Regions from separate parts of the Mus musculus genome. Here region 2 is linked to region 1. The links are chromatin contacts, called in public promoter capture Hi-C maps. All regions are on one chromosome and are shown on one strand. The core of a region is the stretch at or near the end of the contact, and the rest is flanking DNA. Distances in the headings are between cores, read along the strand shown.

Evidence for each region. Capture Hi-C pulls out chosen DNA fragments and counts their contacts.
Region 2: a contact with region 1 is called in a promoter capture Hi-C map of adipose tissue. The contact joins two enhancer-like sites. A contact is called at or near these places in 1 of 115 datasets of contacts at active chromatin or transcription factors (embryonic stem cells) and 3 of 9 other capture datasets (adipose tissue, liver and pancreatic islet).

What each region holds. Positions count from the first base shown.
Region 1 is chr9:54,471,709-54,478,033 of GRCm38.p6, reverse strand. It overlaps Dmxl2 (Dmx-like 2), which reads left to right. Exons shown (of 44, transcript NM_172771.2): 3 at 506-577; 4 at 4,119-4,197; 5 at 5,011-5,146; 6 at 5,776-5,842. Among named protein-coding and RNA genes, the nearest start is that of Dmxl2, 27 kb to the left of the region's middle. Within about 2 kb of position 3,728, at least 19 of the 459 cell types and tissues checked have an H3K27ac peak or open chromatin away from gene starts, as enhancers often do. A contact at or near this core is called in adipose tissue, where this site is marked.
Region 2 is chr9:54,601,178-54,607,502 of GRCm38.p6, reverse strand. It overlaps Idh3a (isocitrate dehydrogenase 3 (NAD+) alpha), which reads right to left. Exons shown (of 11, transcript NM_029573.2): 10 at 6,289-6,325; 11 at 2,841-4,221. The coding sequence ends at 4,138. It overlaps Acsbg1 (acyl-CoA synthetase bubblegum family member 1), which reads left to right. Exons shown (of 14, transcript NM_053178.2): 14 at 2,027-2,506. The coding sequence ends at 2,112. Among named protein-coding and RNA genes, the nearest start is that of Idh3a, 18 kb to the right of the region's middle. Within about 2 kb of position 3,247, at least 25 of the 459 cell types and tissues checked have an H3K27ac peak or open chromatin away from gene starts, as enhancers often do. A contact at or near this core is called in adipose tissue, where this site is marked.

The sequences.
Region 1 (6,325 bases), core at 2,479-4,978:
TGTGTGTGTCTGTGTGTGTGTGTGTGTGTGTGTGTGTGTGTCTGTGTGTGTACTGGTCAGAGGACAGCTTGTAGGAGTCAGTTCTCTTGTGCTATGTGGGTTCTAGAGATTTTCTCAGGTTATCAGTTTTGGTGGCAAGTGCCTTTACTCAGCTATCTTCCTGGTCCCAAAATAAATTCTTCTAGAAAATGTAATTTGTTAAAATAGATATTGAGGTGCACAGGATGATTAGGAGTTTGTGGCTAGCCTTAGCTACTATCAAGTTTGAGGCTATCCCAGGTTACCTGAGATCTTGTCTCCTTTGTAACTTTAAAACAAGGCTACTGAAGTTTTTGGTAGCAGAGATTGTTAAATCTACTATACTGCCAGGTTTATTTGAAGAAATAAACCATGGAGATATATTGGAATTGGATTGTATGAAATTAGTTTATATGTTATTATATGGAGAAGGCTGTCTCTATTTCACTCTTTTCTAAGCACTAATGTCATGTTCATTCTCTTTTAGGTTGCAGCTTCATATGGGAATGCTGTGTGTATTTTTGAACCCCTGGGTGTAAATTCTCATAAGAGAAACAGTGTAAGTATTCACTGATAGCAGAATTTCCTAAGAATCTGGTTACTCTCATTATTATTATTATTATTATTATTATTATTATTATTATTATTATTTAGTTTTGGTTAACTTTTGAATCTAGTTTTCTGGTTTCCTTAGACTCCATAGTAGAGAGCTGCTCAGGAAGCAGTACAAACAGTGGGTATGAATGTCTGTGAAGTGTAGTGAAGGTTTTGTAGAATCCTAAGTCTCTGGAATATTACTAATTGCCATTTGTTGTGTTGAGATCTACCCTAGTCCGAACTGCTCTTCCCTTGCTTGGGTTATTGCTAGTCTCTGGTACTAGTTTTCTATTCTGATGGCCCCTTTTTCTTTCTTCTCAGTAGAGAGGGTGTATAACTTCTCTTTTTATAATCTCTAAGGGCGCAATATTTCTTGCAGATTGTAAACTTGCAGGTAGTCTCTCACCTCCCTTCTTCCTCCCATGCTGTTCTTCAGAATCCAGCCACACTTGCTCTTCTGCTGCTTTTAGTCGCCCTCCCTTTAGGTTCTGTGGGTTCGTGTACTATACCTCCTCTGGGATGGGAGGCCTGGCTGTGCTGGGAGCTGCAAATCCTCCTTTCATTATTTCTGTCTCTCACCAACCTTTTTTGTGATGGCATCATAGGCATGAGCCACTGTGCCCTGATCTGCTTATCTAGTTTAAGCTTTTTCTATAGCACTAGTTTGTATATTGTTTATAGTTAGAACATAAGGTCCTATACATGTAGGCAGCTTGGTTCTTTTGATTATTGTTACATCCCATTTTTTATTTTAGAATGTATTCAGTTCAGTTATTTAGAATGTAGAGTATATTCAGACCTCCCTAAATATTTGTTTAGTGGAGTTACATACTTAGGTAAGCTCACTAACCAGATAAATGGTCTTGTACATCACATTAAGAGCCATTCACATATATACTCAGTTCTGTGTTTTATATTATTTAATGTTAAGGAAATCCTATATGGTTAGAATCATCAACCAGTTTATAAGTTACACACGGGGGCTGGAGAATAAGGCTTAGATGTTGTACAAGTGTGGGGACCTGAGTTTGAATACCCTGAACCCATGCAAAGCTGGGTACAGTAGTGAGATGGAATCAGGAGAATCAGGAGCTTGCCTGCTATACTTAGTGGCAGATAACAAAGTAACCCTGTCTGAATAAGGTAGAAGGGAGAACTGGACCCTCAAGTGTCCTCTGATGTCCACACGTGTGCTTTGATATGTGTGCACCTACACTCACACAAGTGTTTTTTGAGAAAGGGTTGCATCTACCTTAGGTTGGCCTTGAACTCACTATTTATCAGATGATGATCTTGAATTCACCCTCCTCCTCCTACGCTGGAATGCTCGTGTAGTAGGCAAGCACTAGCCCTCTTAGTTTATGTTGTATTGGGGGTCACCGAGGGCTGTGGGGGTGCTGGGCAAGCGCCATACCACCTGAGCTACGTCAGTAGCCCTGTAAGAAAGTTAGGATTTTCATTCACTTCACTTACATGCTGAGATGAGGTCTTGCTATGTTGCCTAGGCTGGCTTCAAATGCCCATGCTCAAGCTGTTCTCTTTTAGTCTCAGACTCAGACCATGCAGGAACTGCCAATGTGAGCCATTGTGCCCATCTCGAAAGGTTTTCTAAAAACCAGCTTTAATTGAAATCTTATTCAAGTTTTTATATTTCTAAACTAAATGAACACATCAGTTTTTTCATTATAAAAATAGTTATTAAATTGTACAGTGTCTAAGAGTCATCTAGAGGTATAGATCATTGGCTGAGCTCTTGTTTAATATTTACAAGGCTCTGGATTTGATCTCTCTCAACCCCCAAATAAAGACTGACTAGGGGCTGGGCATGGTGGCGCACACCTTTAATCTCAGCACTCAGGAGGCAGAGGCAGGCGGATTTCTGAGTTCGAGGCCAGCCTGGTCTACAAAGTGAGTTCCAGGACAGCCAGGGCTACAGAGAAACCCTGTCTCAAAAAACAAAAAAACAAAACAAAACAAAAAAACAAACCAACAGACTGACTAGGAACACAGCAAAGGAAACTCAGGCTCAGAGGCTTGAGAGATGGGTATTGGTTAACGAGCACTAACTGCCTTGTAGCGTACGTGTGTTAGGTTCCCAGGACCCACATGTGGGCTCACAGCCTCTGACCTGTGCATGTCACATATGTGATGGGACTATGTTGTACTGTGTTTTTGTTTTGCTTTATTTATTTTTTTTAACAAAGAAATATATACTTTGGTTTATTTAGAATACTATATCCCAAAAGTTTAATCTCCTTATAGAATGAAAGGATTAGATAGAAAATACTCAAATATAACAGATCACATATGTGAATTACATATATATTTAAAAAATGTTGTCTTTTTGGGAGTTTTATCTAACTTGAAACAGTGAGTCCATTTCTGTGCATTAATAAAAGTTTCAAAATGATTTATTTTTATTCCCTCCCCCTCTCATTTGTGTGTGTGTGTGTGAGAATGCATGCGTGCATGCAGGTGCCCATGGAGTCCAGAAGAGAGTGTCAGCTCCCTGTAGCTACAGTTACAGGTGGTTGTAAGGCTCCCGCACCAGGTGGTAGGAGCAGGACTTGGGTCATCTGGGAGAGCAGCAAGTGCTCATAGCTACTGAGCCATCTCCAGCCCTAATAAGACGAATTTTATAATGGGCGTGGCATGAGCTGAAGGAAAAAGATTAGAGCAGTAGTCTAGCTCAGAGGCAGAAGCAGGAGGATCACTACAACCAGGACTGGGCTACATGGCTAGACCCTATCTCAAACCCCAAAGAGAACGACAAACGAAAAGGACAAAATCAAAACTAAAAACTCCTCACTCACACCCTTCCTAACCCCAGTCCTACCAACAAGCAGATGTACTGGCCATGCTAGTAGGTCCCCATAACAGCACTTGGGAGGTAGAGGCAGAGTGTCAGGGGCTCTAGGCCATTTCTTTGCTACATAGCAAGTTCCAGGCTAGCTGGGACTACTTGAGACTAGACCCTGTTTTTTTTTTTTTTTTTTTTAAAGAACAAAAACAACCAGACAAGCATAAGATGTCACACAACAGTGACAACCCCCACAATGACTATGACATCCTTCCTTCCCTTAAAGGGCTGCTGTCTAGTAGGAAAGGCAGACACGCAAACATAAGTCTGTAGTCAGTGTTGTCATGACAGCGTGGAAATGTTTCAGACGCTGGAAGGGTGTTAGAGTTCACAGACACCATGATTTATGCAAAGCATTATGAAAGAGGGCTTTTTAGATGGAGAAGTGGAGGAAAGGATGCCCACGTACTGAAAATGTGTTTGTAGACAGAAGGAAGCTTGAGAGAACATGTTTAGTTGGGCACAGCAAGCAGCTTAATATGGCAGTGTGACCTGTAAGTGGGTTTTGTTGAAGTAATTTTAAAATAGTAATGAAATATTTAAATCTTTGTAAGTTTGTTTTAAGTTGAAGAAAGTGACAAAATGGTAGAATTTGGGGTATTTTAAAAACATCCTTTTTTTTTCTTCTCTCTACATGTTTCAGCAACTCAAGTGTCAGTGGCTTAAAACTGGACAGTTTTTTTTGAGTTCCGTGACATACAACTTAGCATGGGACCCTCAAGGTATTTAGCAGCTGTACTTAAAATTATTAAAATGAAGCATTTGATTTGAATGTACTTAATTAAAATGTCATAATCTTTGATGATAAAAAACATTACAAATGTATTTTTGTTGATGAGTGAATACAGGCTTGTTTTTTCTGTATACATTGCTTTGCACAGAACTTAGTTTTCTTCTCTCTGCTTTTTAGCCTTTGCTTTCTACTGCTTTATTTCAAGAACCAGTGATTTGTTTTGTGTGTGTGTGTTGTTTTTTTTTTTTTTGTTTTAGTTAACATGTGATGTAATTTACTCTTATTTTATCTACAAAATGATAAATTTATAAGACAGGGGCGGAAAACATCCTTATTTTATTATGGTGTATTTCAAGAAATTATTGTCTTTAATTTGCAAAGATTAGAAACCTGTAATGATACAAAGCTGTTACCCTTTTATGTTTACAATTAATGAGGGTTGTTTATATTCCATGTAATAAACTCACTTTTAGTTTTGATCATATCATAAGAATACTTACACTGTAGCAGGCGTCTGAGCTGTGGTACTCTACCTCAGCTCCTGTCAGGCTTGCTTGCCAGAGTAAGCCCTGGGCAGTGGGGTTTTTTCCCTCAAGTTTTCCCTAATAACAGTCCTTGCTTAGGCTCTTTTTCATGTTTTTCATCTTGTAGGGGATTTCTGTTGAAGTGACCCATGTGTTTTTCATAGCTGGTATTGTATATTTTCAAAACTTACTAGTTTATAGACCTAACAGAACCCATGTGTGCATTTCTATTCTTAGATAATCCTGGGTTATTCATCAGAACACTTTTAAACTTTCAGATAACAGATTGCTGACAGCAACGGATTCGATTCAGCTGTGGGCTCCTCCAGGCGGTGATATTCTAGAAGAGGAGGAAGATGTTGATAATAGAGCCCCTCCTGTTTTAAATGATTGGAAGTGCATCTGGCAGTGCAAGTTAGTGTCTGTGTCTGTTGAGACAGTGATTCACTGAATCTCCTAAATTATGTTCTTTCTTACAGAGGTCTTTATTTTTTGGTGGTATTGTAGTTTTGAAATTTAAAAGGTAGACTTTTTAAAACTAAAACTTACTATAATATCATTATTTATTTTTTAATCTGTGGTTTAGTTAATTGTTCTTCCAAAAGTAAAAAAAAATTATATTTATAGTTCAGTCCTTGAGTTGACAAAATGACACAGTGTGTTGAAATAAGAGTGAGGGAAAGGCTTGGAAGCTCCAGCCACCTTTTGGAGTGCAACGATGACTGCCTGTTGGTGTCGGCACAGGTTATGTAAAGATTCCCAGTTATCCAGGGACGGTGAGACTCAGCTTGTAATGTTACAATGAGGATTTTGATTGATATGGATGTAGCAATATCATGTATGGGTATTATATTCTTTGTTTTTGAAAGTATACTTTGGGTTAGTTTTATTAATGATTTTAGGAAGGTGGAATTCTTTGTATTGTTATGAGGGCAGAAAAATCCTGTTATGATGATTGTGATATTGATATTAGGAATATCTTGTTTTGACCATTTATACATAGAACATACTGTTCTGAATACACTGGTTTTGTTTGTTCTTAGAACCTCAGTGTCTGTACATCTGATGGAATGGTCTCCTGATGGTGAATACTTTGCCACTGCTGGAAAGGTAAGGGAGCAAGCCAAAAATAAAGCACTCTAGCAAAACACCTGAAAATATCCCTTACGTTCATTTCCAGTTCTGTCTCCCATAAATTGAGATTTTCCTGCAAAACTTGCTTGTGAAGAATAGTAAGAATGTTTGTGAGGCTGGAGATACAGCTCAGTGATAGTGAGCAGTGGTTACTATTGGTGAAGTCCTGAGCTTAGTTCTCAGCTCTGTAAATGGGGAAATGTTTCTAAAAGATCTGGTGTGATCTCTACAGGTATTATACACTTGGGAAATAATGGCTGCTATTATTCCTATTTTACTTTAGTGCAATTATATGAAAAAAAATTACATTTATTGTGTATATGGTGTGTATGAGAGACAGAAACAGAGTGGGGGAGGGACGGTAGGGCTAGAGTGAGTGAGCGTGAATGATGCGTGGGAGTCAACTTACAAGGATCAGTTCTCTTCTTCCACTTTGCTTTTCTATTGGATTTGTTTTCT
Region 2 (6,325 bases), core at 1,998-4,497, 130 kb before region 1:
AAGCCCTTTCATCCTTGTATTAAAGGAAGAAACAAAAGCTAAGAAAAGTGACTTGAGGAAAATATTTTAGACATTATAATATTGTCTGGAACTTTAAGCATCCCAACACATTAAAGCCAAGTCCACCATTATGAACTGTCCCTAAAACACGTGGAGCTTTGTGTATAAGCCATTGCTATGAGACAGCTACTCCCAAGTGGAGAAACTTAAACATTAGACGTGGAGTCTAGTGTGGTAGGACATGCCTGTTGTCCCAGCACTCAAGAGGTGAAGGCAGGAAGATCAGGAGTTTAAGGCTAGCCTCTGCTACATAGTGAGTTTGGGGCCAGCCTAGGCTACACAAGACCTTGTCCCAATTAAATAACAAACAAGACAATAAGCATTATCTTCATTTTGATGGGCCAAGAATCACGGGCAGTTTTCTGAGTGGCCAGACTGGGAGTTTCCCATGATGCTAGTCAGAGCAGACCAGGTGACAGGCACCTGTTTGCACACTCATGTAATTGATCACTCGAACTGGCTTGACGGGGGCCAGAGGCTTCAGTTCCCCACAGGCTGCTTGCACATGCTAGCATGGCAGCTGGCCTACCCTGTAAGGAATGATCTGAGAGTCCTCCCAAGAGAAACTGTGTTCCATTGCTACAATCACTTGCAGCTGATACTCTGCAACCACAGGTCCCACGCCTGTGGATCTAACCAACATCAGACCAAAAACTTAAAAAATTCTTGGGACTGTGTAGAGCCCCCCACTCCCCCTTTCTCCTCAGTACTGGAATTGACTCTTGGGGCCTCCAGAACACCAGGCAAGAGCTCTATCACTGAGCAATCTCTCTGGTTCTCTTTTTAAATTTTGAGAAAAGATCTTACTAAATTCCCCAGGTTGGCCTTGAACTCAGTGTAACTCAGACAAGCCCCAAATTTGTGATCCTCCTGTCTCAGCCTCCGAGGAGCTGGGATTACAGGCCATGAAGACCTGACTATGCAAACTTTTTAATTATTACTAAACACTAGTTTATTTATGTAGCATTTATGCTGTATTTGAGATTCTGAGTAGTATAGAGAAGGCTTAAAGAATATGGATTTTCATGGTTTTGTGCAAATACCACACAGTTTTATGAAAGACTTTGGGCAATTTTTAGCTTAGTTATCTGTGGTTTGAATGGGTTTGGCCTCCATAGATTCACGTGTTTGAATTTATGGCCCATGGGGAGTGGCACTATTAGAAGGTGTGGCCTTCTCCAGCACCATGTCTGCCTGGATTCTGCCATGCTCCCCACCACGATGATAATGGGTTACACTTCTGAAACAGTAAGTCAGCCCCAATTACATGTTTTCCTTTATAGGAGTTGCCTTGGTCATGGTGTCTCTTTACAGCAATAAAACTCTAAGATGGTATCTGAAAAGGTTTCTGGATGACCCATACTCCCTGTATTCTGAGACAGGGTATGTTCATTCAAGGGAGGATCATAATGGGGACAGGTCAAGGCTGTATTTCATTATGTAATGGAAAGAAACAAGTCACTTCTGCCCCTGGAAGTGACACCCATCATGTCCTCTGTAACCTGACTGCAGACTAAGCCTAGTTCACTGTGACACAGAGGGGCTCATGTGGGATAATGCTAAAAGGACTCTTGCCTCAGAAGCTGTACAGTGTATCCTGCTTCTCTGGCTTAGTACCTGACTTCTGGATCTCACATGCCATCTAAGTCACTTTTCTATTTCTGTGATAAAACACCACACCCAAGCCAACCTATAAAAGAAAATGTCCAATGGGTTCATAGTTCCAGATAGTTATGAGTCCACAGTAGCAGAGATAGAAAATGGAAGAAATCTTTTGAAACTTCAAGCCTACCCTAGTGCTACACCTCCTCTAAGGCTGTATACTCTAATCCTTCCCAAACAGCCCCACCAACTGGGAAACCAGTTATTCAAACACATGACCCTACAGGAGTCATTCTCTTCCAAACGATACCTTCTCATGAAACCAAACCCAGGCCACACTCATTTCTTCCAATTTTTCTTTTAGGACCCACCATGAAATTGAAACGGCTCACGGTTCTGGAGAAGTACAAAGATATCATCGATTCTTTTTATCAAGAGCAAAAACAGTAGTCAGGAGCCATGCTTGTGGCTTCTGCTGGAGACCAGCCCGGCAAGCATCTTCCTGAGCGCCAGGTGTCTCCAGTGGGCAAAAGAACCTGTGACAAGCTGCTTCCACCCTTTAGTTCAGGGCAGAGCACTGACATCTCCAATGCCTTCACGTGCAAGTAGTTTCAATTCTAACCACTGCTCCTGTTCAGGTGTCAAGCCAGACCATTCTCCTTCCAAAAGAGAAGGACCGCTCACTTTGGCTTCAGGTCCAGGCAGATCTACAAGGTTCTAGTTCACAGGTCTCCCAGGGGGCGCTGTTGGAGAGGGAAAGGGATGGCAATCCCATTACTAATGTGTGCTGCAGAGACAGCAGTCACAGCTCGCCTGACTTAATTCTGGCTTCTTGGAAACTAGTACCACACTCTGCCACCTCACACACAAGAGGCTTGATGCTTAATAAACTGCTGCTGCCTATGTGACTGTATTTAATATGTAATTTTCAGTATTAAACCTTTTAACAGATCTGCAACAAGTACCGGATGTCTTTTGTCAATGGGCAGGTGGGACAGAACATAGACAGTTAACTCACAGAACTTTAGTATCCTTTAGTACATCATCAGCGGCCTACCGGGGTGAAGGATGGGGTCTGGTGGAAGCAGCCAACTCTATTACCACCTATTTCAACAGGCTAAGCTAAAATGCCCTAAGGTACCTGACCAGGAAATACGCAGAGAATGCAAACGCCTCAGTCAGTTCTTAAGTTCTTTATTACTGTGAACCCAAAGCCACTGCTAACCAGAACAATCCAGTGAGACAGGGAAAGCAGCAGTTTTAAAGTAAAATACACAGAAGATTGTAAGTCCAAATAAAAGCTTTAAAAAAATGACCCAGACAGGGACATCTGTTGTTAAGAAATCCCCTTGGGACCAGGGTACATTATGCAAAGCCACGAGTTTGCAAACTAGTGCAAGGGCTAAGGGAAGACAGCTTGGCTTTGGTGTGGGCCAAAGGCTAGGTTCATGCTGTGGAGCAGAGGCTGTGGGAAGAATGAGGGGCAGAACCTGATGGTCAGCAGCTGGTAACACAGGCCCCCGCTTGGCCTGATTTGTATGAGCGTGGGCTGAGTCAGCTCCACCTCGGCAATTAAGTCTGTAATGGGTGCTACTGGGGCAGAAGGCAGTGACTGGTTGCTTTAGGGAAAGTCAAGGGGCAGCCAGGCCTTTCCAGGGTCACCTGCAGCACTGGCTGGAGTGTGGCCACGTGGGAGGGGATCTGCAGTGGCTGGCTCTCATGGCTGACAGCTCGCAATGCTGACGATCTGTCTAGTGAGGAGTGATCTCCCTTATCTGAAAGCTCTTCCCCCAAAATAGTGAATCTCAAGGTAACAAAAGAATCAAATACACAGAGAGCATCCGGGGCCTTGACAAGGATTACCGATGTAGTAACAAAATTACATCATTCATTATGGATTTCTTGGAGCTTACATTTTTATTAATAGTAATTCATGTATAGGACAAATACTTTATTTCCATATTTTTAAGAAATATACCATTTTTTTGCTGTGAACTTTCCCAGTAAATTTCTTTTGTACCCATTAGTATTAGAATAATGTTATCTTGTGCGATTGTTAAAACCCTGTTTTATTCCCAGTTTGTTTTTCATAAACCAAAAATCCAGGGCTTTTGTTAAAAAGTTAAATATCTTCTCTTATTAATTCTGTATCAGAATATTTACAGTTGAGGAAAATGATTTTGCCTGAAGTGTAAAATGGGTTAACAATGATAAATGATACAGTTCACTTACAGTTTACAAAATAAGGTTTACCAGACGGACAATAAATACAACCAGCACTTGGGAAAACCCTTTGAATGAAGGCCTGGGGCCATCATGTGCATCCATTGCAAGGGTTTTGTTAAGAAAAGGCCAGATTCAAAAAACGTACTCTGTCAAGAAGCAAGCAAACCAATGGTGGGCGCCCTCAAGGAGGATTACAGGGTATCCTTTTGGAGTGATTGACTGACTGCAGCAAATCCACCAGCAGGAGTGCTAATCTAAGTCTTTGACTCTACGACAGATTTCTTCTGTGAAGTCAGAGCACTTCGCGTTGCCTCCCAGATCTTTTGTTAAGCTCTGAGAATAGAAAGAGAAAAATAAACATTCATCACCACACTAAATTAAAACAAGGACATTTAAAGCACTCAGTGAAATAGGAACTGAGCAAGATACTAACCAGTCTACTGATTTCAGGCAGAGGTTCGATCACACACCACCTACCTACCCTGCGAGGCCTGGGGAAATCCCATGAGGTGCGTACCGAGAAACACTCCCAAGTCAGGCATGATGGTGCACTGCTACAACCAACCCCAGCACGGAGGGGCTGAGGCACAAAGATTCTTGCACACTCAAAGCCAGCCTGGTCTGTACATAGAATTCCAGGCCATCCAGAGCTAGACAGCAAGATCTTGCCTGTCTTAAAACAAGGCAGTAAAGAAACCACTGAAATGGCCACTCCCTTAAGGGAAGGCTCTTATTGTAAATAAGAAAGAGACGTTTCCAGAGGCACCTGGAAGAGTCCAGAGCAGAGGAAAAAAGGAAACATTGTGGTCATGGCCAGGGCTATCTTTGAGAGAAGAGAAGTAAGAGAGAACAGTAGAAATAGTAAGAGATGGGGGCAGGAAGAGTGAGTAGTGCAATAAGGGTGGCAGGCAGAGGCAGGGAAACAGGGAAATGGTATCTGGGAGGAAGGAGGCCAGGAAGTGAAGAGCCAGGATGCTCTGTGAGGGCTTTGAGATGTAGAACAGGCACTAGTGAGTGGGCTGAGGGACTCTGAGATGTAACTACAGGAGTGAGTCAGTGGGGAGCCACGTCCTTTGCAAGCGCCTGAGGAATGAATGCTGGCTTTTATCTAACCACCAAAAATCCTTCCTTGGACTCATTGCTGCCTGGATATACAGACCTAAGAAACACCTCTCAAGAATAAGACTCCTTAGAGAGCAGGATGGTAGTCCAAACTCTCCCCTTTGTTCAGACTATTGACCAAGAAAATACTGATTGGTTATGGATAGTTACATGAAAGCAAATCTAAGCATAAAATATGTGGGGAAATTTTAAAGCTAAGAAAAAAGATCATAAGGCCTCTTTGGTCTATTTTGGTATTTGGAGGCAAGCAGCATGACAACATTTACACAGTTAATCCTAACTTTCCTCTTTAGGAGAAGTCTCTAGGGTGACCAATCTGTTTTCTAACAACTCGTGTTCTCTTTACTACAAACAGACATCAGTATGTTAAATTCCCTCTTGCAGCTATGTCCCACAGAACCAGGAGACTCCTGTGTAAGTCAAGCATCTCCCGGCTCAGCTCTAGACTGTTACTTCCCAATACAGGCTTGGGATAATAACAAGAGCTCCTGCCCTCAAAAGTGATGTCAGGCTGTTAAAAACAGGTTTTCATTTCTTGTATTTTGGCCATAAGAAGTAATCCTAAGCTGTAACTTTCAGAAAGGAGCAGCTTTGAGGCACTACTTTAAGAATAACTGACCAGACTGTAGAGCTAACACCAGTGCAGCTGAGTGGGCCTGTGCCTGCCTCTGGCTCTCACACTCTTTCTGCTGTGTTCTGATGCCTGTTAGTGTCTCTTCATTCTTTCAGAGGAAATATTTGGATTACGGCCCCCCACCTACTGTCCCCTCCCCCACCCCAATGCATAGGTGCACATTAGCACCTCTGGTTCCATCGGGGAGTGCACATTAAGAATCTCTATCTCAGGATCTGGGAGGCAGAGGCAGGTAGATCCCTGTGAGTTTGAGACCAGCCTGGTCTACAGAGCGAGTTATAGGACAACCTAAGCCTACACAAAGAAACTCTCGTCTCAAAAACAGATTCAAAACAGCCGGGGGTGGTGGCGCACGCCTTTAATCCCAGCACTCGGGAGGCAGAGGCAGGCGGATTTCTGAGTTCGAGGCCAGCCTGGTCTACGAAGTGAGTTCCAGGACAGCCAGGGCTACACAGAGAGACCCTGTCTGGGAAAAAAAAAAAACAAAAAACAAAAAACAAAAAAACCCCCAAAACCAAAAAAACAAATTCAAAACAAAACAAAACAAAAACCCGTGTTCAACATCAGATCTTTCTGGGCTCTGTTCTCTTTCCACAGAAGAAACACATTTCAACCAGCTTGTAGTTGTGTAGATTTACAGATACCTTTCCATCCTTAATTGTAGCAAAACATGCAGCCTCG